Regions from separate parts of the Mus musculus genome. Here region 1 is linked to region 2. Evidence: chromatin contacts called from public promoter capture Hi-C data. All regions are on one chromosome and are shown on one strand. The core of a region is the stretch at or near the end of the contact, and the rest is flanking DNA. Distances in the headings are between cores, read along the strand shown. Region 1 overlaps Zbtb20 (zinc finger and BTB domain containing 20). Region 2 holds the start of 4932412D23Rik (RIKEN cDNA 4932412D23 gene).

Evidence for each region. Promoter capture Hi-C pulls out the DNA fragments that hold promoters and counts their contacts.
Region 1: a contact with region 2 is called in a promoter capture Hi-C map of liver, with 10 times the contacts expected there. The contact joins the enhancer-like site here to the promoter of 4932412D23Rik in region 2. A contact is called at or near these places in 10 of 39 promoter capture datasets (the 3T3-L1 cell line, 3T3-L1-derived adipocytes, the HPC-7 cell line and 5 more), 5 of 484 Hi-C or Micro-C datasets (cerebral cortex, cortical glia, embryonic fibroblasts and 2 more), 3 of 115 datasets of contacts at active chromatin or transcription factors (embryonic stem cells, heart atrium and stem cell-derived neural progenitor cells) and 2 of 9 other capture datasets (liver and pancreatic islet).

Annotation. Positions count from the first base shown.
Region 1 is chr16:43,167,113-43,171,358 of GRCm38.p6, reverse strand. All of the region lies in intron 2 of Zbtb20 (zinc finger and BTB domain containing 20), which reads right to left. Among named protein-coding and RNA genes, the nearest start is that of Gm25873, 43 kb to the right of the region's middle. Within about 2 kb of position 1,643, at least 16 of the 459 cell types and tissues checked have an H3K27ac peak or open chromatin away from gene starts, as enhancers often do. A contact at or near this core is called in cortical glia, forebrain and liver, where this site is marked.
Region 2 is chr16:42,874,052-42,878,292 of GRCm38.p6, reverse strand. 4932412D23Rik (RIKEN cDNA 4932412D23 gene) reads left to right here and starts at 2,706. Exons shown (of 4, transcript NR_040521.1): 1 at 2,706-2,861. It also overlaps a transcript of Zbtb20 not described here.

The sequences.
Region 1 (4,246 bases), core at 394-2,893, 290 kb before region 2:
ATGCCAAAAGCTAGCCTGTTGGTTGCTGATCATCCCACCTAAATATTGATGCTTCTAAAATGTGTCCTTTGAGATTTTCTTCATTTTAGAATTACAGACAGAAAGTCACTTCTCTTTGATATACACTGCATGCAATGAGGAAGAAGGCAGTCTTACAAAATGCATATATAGGCAATGGTTTTTCACCTCTGCATGCTGCAGAAAATCCCACTGAGTTAAGTAGGGTTCTACCAAGGCCACTTAAACATATTAGCCTATTATGCTCCACATTTCTTTATTGTTCTCGAAAAGCTAATGAAATGTTCCACTGCAGTGTTTATGCTGGAGTACTTTTAAAGGCATTTTCGTAGTGATGTTTCTCTCAGAACTCCAGAAGGGGTTTCCACTTCCTAAAAATATTTAGTAGACCATGCAGAGTCCATGCCGCCTCATTACTGTGACTGTTTAGACTTGCAGCTAATGATGAAATAGACTTAACAGTAGTCACTTACGGTTTCAATGTGGTCTTTAACATCACTGTGAACTGACAAGAATTAGAAAGCCAGCCAGGCAGACATGCTGCACTGTGCTAGCATGTGACCAGGCTTAATGTAGTGTGTATAGTCTAGACATAGAAACACAATGTTGGTTAGTTTTTTGGGTCAGAGTACCTGTAAAACTGAATAGTTGTTTCTCCAGAGTCAACTATATTTAGGAAAATAACAATATACCTATTGCTGAAATTCAAGTTATAAAATCACACATTTCCAATACCTTTTTCTTGTATAGTGTCAGTTTGTTCATCTAAAAGTCAAAGAGGGTGGCCTCCTTGATAGCCATTATCAGTTCTAGCACTAGAAGTGATATTATATGTATAATATCACTCACTTTATATTCTTAAACAAACAAAACAAATCCCACTACATTGGAGGAATTGTTTAGCAGGCAAAGAAATGAAAATGAAGTTCACTAAATTAGCTATATTTTATTACAATTGAAATTAAGACATTGTGCCTTGATTTACCACATATAGTTATCTCATCTCCCAAACATTAGCAATGGTGAAAGGCATAGCTATTAAGACTATTATAACTAAGTCTTAATTATTAAAGCCAAGATGTAAACTGTGGTAATGAACTGAGAATTGACTGGAGCACAGACTCCTGCTAAACTACTATGGGATACATTTTGCCAAAATGCCAATTCTTGTACAGTAATTTTAAAGCACAAATACACAAAGAGAATGGTTATTTCCTAAAACTAAAGTAAAATAAGTATGCTAAACAGTTTGGTTATTTTCAAGAAATCAGATCATATACCTAAAAGTCTTTTTAAAAGAGTTATTGATCTGATTTCTGTTGGATAATTCCAAGAATACCTTGTTTTCTTCCCAAATTAGATAAGAACATTCAACACAGACACTGAATTTAATGAATGCCAACAGCTTTCCCCATTACTTTTAAAATTTGATTATATAATACTTCTGTGAACACTAACAGATAAAACTATCAGAACACATGAATCAGAAGCAGAGTCTCACAGGAACAGTTTCTAGTAATTCTAGAATATTAATCTGACTGAAGGGTCAGTCACAAGTAAACAGTGTGGCACAGTGTTTCTAGAATAAAGAGATCTCATTACATAACCATGGATTTATCTCCTGTCTGGAAGCAACCCAGAAAGTAACTTATTCCCTTATACAAGAGTGGAGACAGAGTAAGAGAGGGACTAGTAAGACACACACTTTCACTCTAAGCATGAAGAATTGTCCAAAATCAGTGAGAATGAGCGTATGTGATCACATTACAGCCTCTTTAATAATGGGGCTATTGTAGCATATGGACACTAAAATGAGCACAAGGAGTCTCTGTTGTGCCCAATACTGCCATTATCCACTTGAACCATCTTGCCAAGTTGCTTAACATTTAGGTACACCAGGGCTTTGCTTCTGTTTGTCTGAAGTGGAAAGATCTAGATCTCTAAGTTCCCTTCCAACGGTGGCACTTTATGTCAACTTGTTTATAAATTCAAGTAATAATTAACCTTGTATCAATTGTTATATAACAGTTACTAATCTAAGTGAATGACATATTCACAGCTCAAACTAACACAGTTAAGACAGTCTCTTTATATTCATCTTTCTAAAATACAAGAGTACATATATAATTATATTTACTCATTCTTTACATTTTAGAAGTATTTATTTTTCAATGCTCATCAATTATTTATAAAATTCAATTTAATCATTAAATAAATGTATATGGTATACTCTGGTCAAATCTAGAGTTTTGTTATCTACTCCTCACATGGTCGTCATCCCCCCAAATCACCTTAATAACCTTGGCCATATTCCTCATATTGGAAATACAAAAATGCTCCTGGCTGTATTATAGCAGATCTCAGAGTACAAATGATTTACAGACTTCTATTGCTTATGTTCCCTTAACTAGTTCTGAAAACCATTTTAACAGACAATAAAGTTAGTTGGCCATTGACTGGTCTTTTATGAGTGAAAACAAAGCCATGAGAACGATGGACCCCAGGTCCTAGCCCTTTCACTCGGAGACACTTTCCAAGCTTGCCGCCTTCGCTGGGATCTGCTGATCACTAAGGCCAGACAGTAGGAAGCCAGGGTGCACACACTGGAAAATTAAAGGTCATTAGAAAGGGATGGTGAAGGTCAAGAGGAAGTCCCTAGGCCTATCACAAAAGTCTCACTAGAGGGTGCTCTTGGGCTTTTATGAGTTCTCCAGTCTTCAAAAATAAAATCAAGTATTGCTTGGAGAACATAGTCTGCTTCAGCATAAATTGGACTCCATTATGGAATCCAGATCTTCTACTTCAATACAGATATAAAGATGTAAAAAAAACCCAAACCTTTCACTTGTAGTCATCTTGTTCTATGGGTTGTATACATAAGATTTCAGAAGATCTTTGGGGTCTCCAGGTCGACATTCCAGTAACACTGAACATATACTCAAAATCCCTTTTTACTTTCTTTTTCTTTTTTTTCATTTACTTATTTATTCATTTTACATACCGATGACATTTTTAACAGCTGTTTTTTTTAAAAATGATATTAGTAGTCTGTGTGTGCGGATGCTGTGTCCAACACCAACAAAAAAAGGTGGCTGGAGAGACAGCTGTGGGTGCTGGGAACCAAACCCTTATATTTTTGGTTGTGAGCCTAGCCTTTAAAGGCTGAGCCATCTCTCCAGCCCATCAATATTTCTTGACTCTTCTTTACATATAAAATAATTTTATGGTTTTTATATATCACAATAAATTTTAAAATCTACTGCTTGTGCTAGAATTTGTCTATAGATATGGTCTTGCATTTTTGAATTTTAATATTTATATTATCATTCTAATGATTCCTTCTTTCAATAGAGCATATAATTTCCCAACCTGTATTGAGAAAATAGAAATGGTTTATTACTATGTTGCATATTTTTAACATTTATTATATTTATTATATTAGGAAGGACAAAATGGTTTTATCTTTACACATTAAAAAGTAGAAATGGCATGTACAAGATCATGATTTCTCTAAAGACCTAAACTGACTAGATGAGTACTTTATCATTGTGAAATAAGGATTCTCTGCTCTGCTTCCAGTCATTCTGGTACCTGCAAAACTTGTCACACACACTGTCAGATATGGTAGCTTTAGCATCTTTAGGTTTGGCAGTGGAACTCAGAAGACGATTTGGATTACAAAGATTTGCCAGAACTTCCAATTTAGCTAAACTTAACGATTCATTACCCCTTACCTGAATTATGCTCATGAGTTTCTCTTTAAAATCTATCTGCTTGAATATTTTTGACAAAAAATTTCAAGGTTATATAGTAGCCATTTATAATGCATGAATCAGTTTAAAATGTTAAATTCTCCATTTGATATCAGATGCATCTGTACTCTACGGATTTTAGTTCCACACTCAGCATCTTCAATGGATTGGAAAAAGTATGAAAAATTCCAAAAGTTTTTAATTTTTCTCTCTGCTCTTACAATGTTGTCATTGACTTATTAAAGACCCTGCTTTATGACACATCATGTAGCTTATGTTTACGAATTTGATACATGGTATTGAGCACACATATATTTAAAGTGTACTTCATTCAAGTTAGGTATGAATGAGCTTAAACCATGCTATGAAGAATTGGCAAAATTCCCATGGATACTGTGAAATAAAAAGAATCAATGAAAAGACGTAATTATTTTAGTCCTAGATATAATTAATTTGTGGGAGAGGTCATTTCATTT
Region 2 (4,241 bases), core at 1,457-3,956:
TTTGTCTCAAAAGTCTTCTGAAAATCTGCAGAAATGACACAAAAACAACTCACTTGAAAAGGCTTTGCTCTTCTATCTTTTTCCTTTATCAATCAGTCAAAGTCATACAGGCAAACAGGAGTACGCTATATGTCCCAAAGCCTTGCCACCTAACTAGGTGTCAGAGTCAACACCATATCTAACCGATCTAAACACCCACCCCCAGCATTGCCCTCAAGTAAAAAACATACTCTTTGCCTCATTACCTAGTCAATAAACTCAGGATCTTGGTATAGTGAGAATCCCAAAATGCTGGCCTACCTAGGCAGACAAACAAAGACAGCTTCCAGAACATGGATAAAATTTAATCATTTTTAAGCTTTTTTTTCTAACCTAATAAACACTAGAAGGTCATCAGGAAAAGGCATTATTGCTCTGGAGCCTGGTGGGGGTATACCTGTCAACCTGCTCTTCATAGCTGAAATGCTTGTACTTCTGTCATCTAAGACCTGAATCAAAGCCCCAATGCCTGATTGCCTCACTCTCTGGGCAGCTCAGAGACTTCCAGAAAACTCCAATTTCTTCTCCTCACAGGTTTATTTCAGCACCGTTTGACCTCAGACACAAAGTTCTGCAAATGGAATTCAATGGAATTCAGAACCCCAATCTTAGGCTTTTACACTAGAGCAACTGAACAGAACCATCTGTGGTTCTTCAACAATTCTAAAACCAAGTTTCTTGGGAGGATTCAAGAGATGCTGGAGTACCACCATGTCCTACCTGCGTGGGCACTCTGACGATTTATTAGGAATTCTAACGAGCAAGGATCTGAGAGAATAAGCGAGTTGTTTGTTGGTTTGTTTCATCTACTTTCCCTAGAAGTCAAGTCAAACCTAACTGTAACGCAAAAATACAAAACGTAGTCAGATCCTGACATAGTCATTTGTGGAGAGGGTCAGAGGGTTGGGGTCTATTCCCACAATATAGAAAAATGTCCTTGAGACAAGAAGCTAAACCAGGAATCCCAGTAAATCCTGTGAGAGCGTTAACTAGCCATTGATTCCTTGAATTGAGAGCTCACACTATTTTTCCATAAACTAGTATTTGGATGTTCTAAGTTTTTCAATGGCAACAAGTTGCAGCAGTAACTTGGAACACTGTTCACTTGAAATCACTGTATACGCTGAAATTTTTTATAGCAGAAAATACCAAAGTGAGAAAAGTCCACTTTAGTAACATTCTGGTGTGTGTGTGTGTGTGTGTGTGTGTGTGTGTGTGTGTTTAAAAAATAGTAAATTTCACTGTCTAAAAAGGTAACATGTTCAACTTAAATCTGGGCCAATGATTCTGAGGACTATACCATCAGGTGCAGGCTTCCAAATGTTTTCCCATGCCATTCAGATTTCTGCTGGAGAACTGTCTTGCTTCTTCAGACCTGATTTGACCCGGTTCGGAGTAAGAGATCATCAGATTACCGAGCTAGGTAGCGTAGCTGTACGCCATATTGTGTTTTTCGCTAATGTTTATAGTCTGTGTGTGTGCCTAGCATATGCTTGTGCAAGTGTGTTTATCAATACAACTTTTACGAAATCCCTGCCTCCTGCCTCTTCTGCATCCTTAGGAAGGGGAGGGGCTGAAGGGGGACACTGAGAGCCCCCCACACAGGGAAAAGCATTAAAACAATTAGAGGACCACATTTGAATGAACTTCAAAACCATACTCCTGTATTTGGGGATGGGGTAGGTTTTGTTATTTTGTTTTGTTTTGTTTTATGTCTCAAGGTATGAGAGAGCGTTAACTTTTTTTTTTTTTTTTAATGTTTCGGAAGGGGCCCAAAGGCTAAAGAGAGGAGGACAGGGTTCAATCCTTGCCAAGCCCCCCTGTCTACGGGTGAGAGCAAGGCAGGCTGGGCTACGCGCCCAAGCCCGGGTTCTCCGAAGCCAGTTCTCTGCGCGGGAGGAAAGCGACTGGGAGGGCGGAGGGAGGGAGAGGAGAGGGGCGGGAGCCGGCGCCGCCAACAGCTCCGGAGCCCCGGCCGGTGCCCCTCAGCTCCTCTTCTGGGAAGCCGCGACTCCAGAAGCGGGGAGGAGAGACTAGACGCAGTGGCAACGACCGGACGCCCCGCCCGGGCCAGCGGCGGACCCTCCCCGCAGGGTCGCGCGAGGCCGCCGGGCGGGCGCGAGGAGGGGCGGCGGGAGGGCGCGCGGGGCGGGGCGGGGCAGAAGCCCCGGGCTGCGGCTCGGAACTCGCGCCACGGCCCCACCCCGCCCCCTCCTCGGCGGCCCGTCACCCCCGACTCCCCGCGACTCGTAGACGCCCGGCCGCGCTCCGCACGCACACACCCCTCCCTCCCGCCCGCCCCACAACAAATTAGAGTTTTTGGCGTTACCTCCTCGCGCTCTTTAATCTTCTTTCCTCAACTCCTAAACTTCCCCCCGCCCCTACTTCTTCGGCAGAAGGCCCACATTGGGCGCCCGAAGCCGCGAACCTCTACCTTGTCCTACTATTGGGCGGCTCGCATGCCACTCGCTGCTTCAGCTGACCAATAGCGTTTGGACAGCCCTCGTGAGGTTGCCGCCCATAAACAAAATGCACTCTTCCTCCTCCCCTCCGCGGCTCCTCCCCTAACTGCCCCTTCTCTCATCTCTGTCATCTTTGATTGGCCTAGGAGACACCCAATCCGCTATCTCAAGCATCAACTGGTGAGCGGAAACTTCACTCAGAGCAGTTTTAACAGTCTATTGGTCAATGTTCTCAACTCTTCCCGCCCACCAGCGCCCTGTGTAGAGAGGCCAGCTGTCTCTGGTTATTCAGTGATCCAAGAGCTGGGAAACTATTGGTCGACAGAGGCCGTCAGACCGGACTGTAGTGATCGGTGATTGGTCAGTATAGGCACGATCAAGTTTGGTTGTTTACTCCTCCACTTCCCCACCCTCCTTTTCATCCACGTCCCCGCCCCCTCCTGACTGCTTTTACTTTCTACGCATTTCTATTTCCTCCTTTATTTATTTATTTGTGATAAACTTAAATGACCCGAGGATAGAGGCGGGACTCCAAGAGGGGCTAGAGGATGACGGGCGGCGGCCCGGGGCCAATTGTCGCGGGGACTGCGGGGTGAGGGGCAGCGGCGGCGGCCAGTGAGAAGCAGGTGTCTGCCGCGCGCCGCCTATGGAGCCGGGATGCCCCAGCGGAGGCGGCGGTTACCCGCTGTCTGGCTCGCCCAGAGGGGGAGGGGAGGGAAGGGGTTCAGTGCAGGGAGGAGGGGTGTCGTGGTCACGGGCAGTGGATGTCCTAGCGAGCAGGATCCTGGCGGTGGGAGGGACCGCTGGGCGGGAGGCGACCTGAGGCCCAGGGAGACAGAGAGGCGGGAGCAGTTTTAGGACTCCCAGGGAATGTGTTTCTACAGAAAAATACCGTGTAAAACCGTCTGCAGAGAGCCGCCCTTAATATCAATGAGGATTTATTATCCTACCGGAAAAAGCAGATTATGTTTCTTATTACTAAACGCCTGAAGTACTGACGACCCAACTGAAGCCCACAAAATTCAATATCCTGGGAGCTAGAAGGAATAAAGCAACACGGAAAATTAAATGCAGTTCAGATGCTTCAATAAAACCTTCATCTTCATCCATTTGTCACTCAGCATAGTACTCCCCAGAGCCAAATTCTAACAAATACTGGTCAGGCAAGGGCGGGGTGGAGGAGGAAGGGGGTGAGGCCTGAGGCCAGCAGGAAGCCAAGGATAGATTCCTGAAAAGAATTCCTTAAAAGGACTAAGATGGAAAAAAGAATGGCTTTTCACTCTACAAAGAAAAAGAATTCCTGCCAAAATAAGAACTAATACTTTTTAAGGAGCTTAATTTGTCACGAAAGGGATTTGTCAGAAACACCAACCATACAAAGAAACTGTATTTGTAGTATTGGTTATTAATACAGAAAATAATCTTATAGATTATAGACTTGAAAAATAGATTCTGGTAGACTTGAAGTAAGTTTAAGCCTGGATTTCACGTAGGTTTCCTTGACACACACTAAATACTTTGAACACCAAATGTTTGCTTTGACTAAGTAGAAGTCTGGCAGACCATAAGCAAAACAAAATTAGCCCTGACTTAAAAAAAAAAAATAGCACAAGGCCTTGACTTCATTAGTACATTAGGGCCTTTCTGAAGATTATGGGTGTGGCTATCAGAATCTAGAAATTGCTTAAAATATAAGAGAACTGAAGGATGTTCAAAGTAAAAAGTGCTACCGAGTGTGGA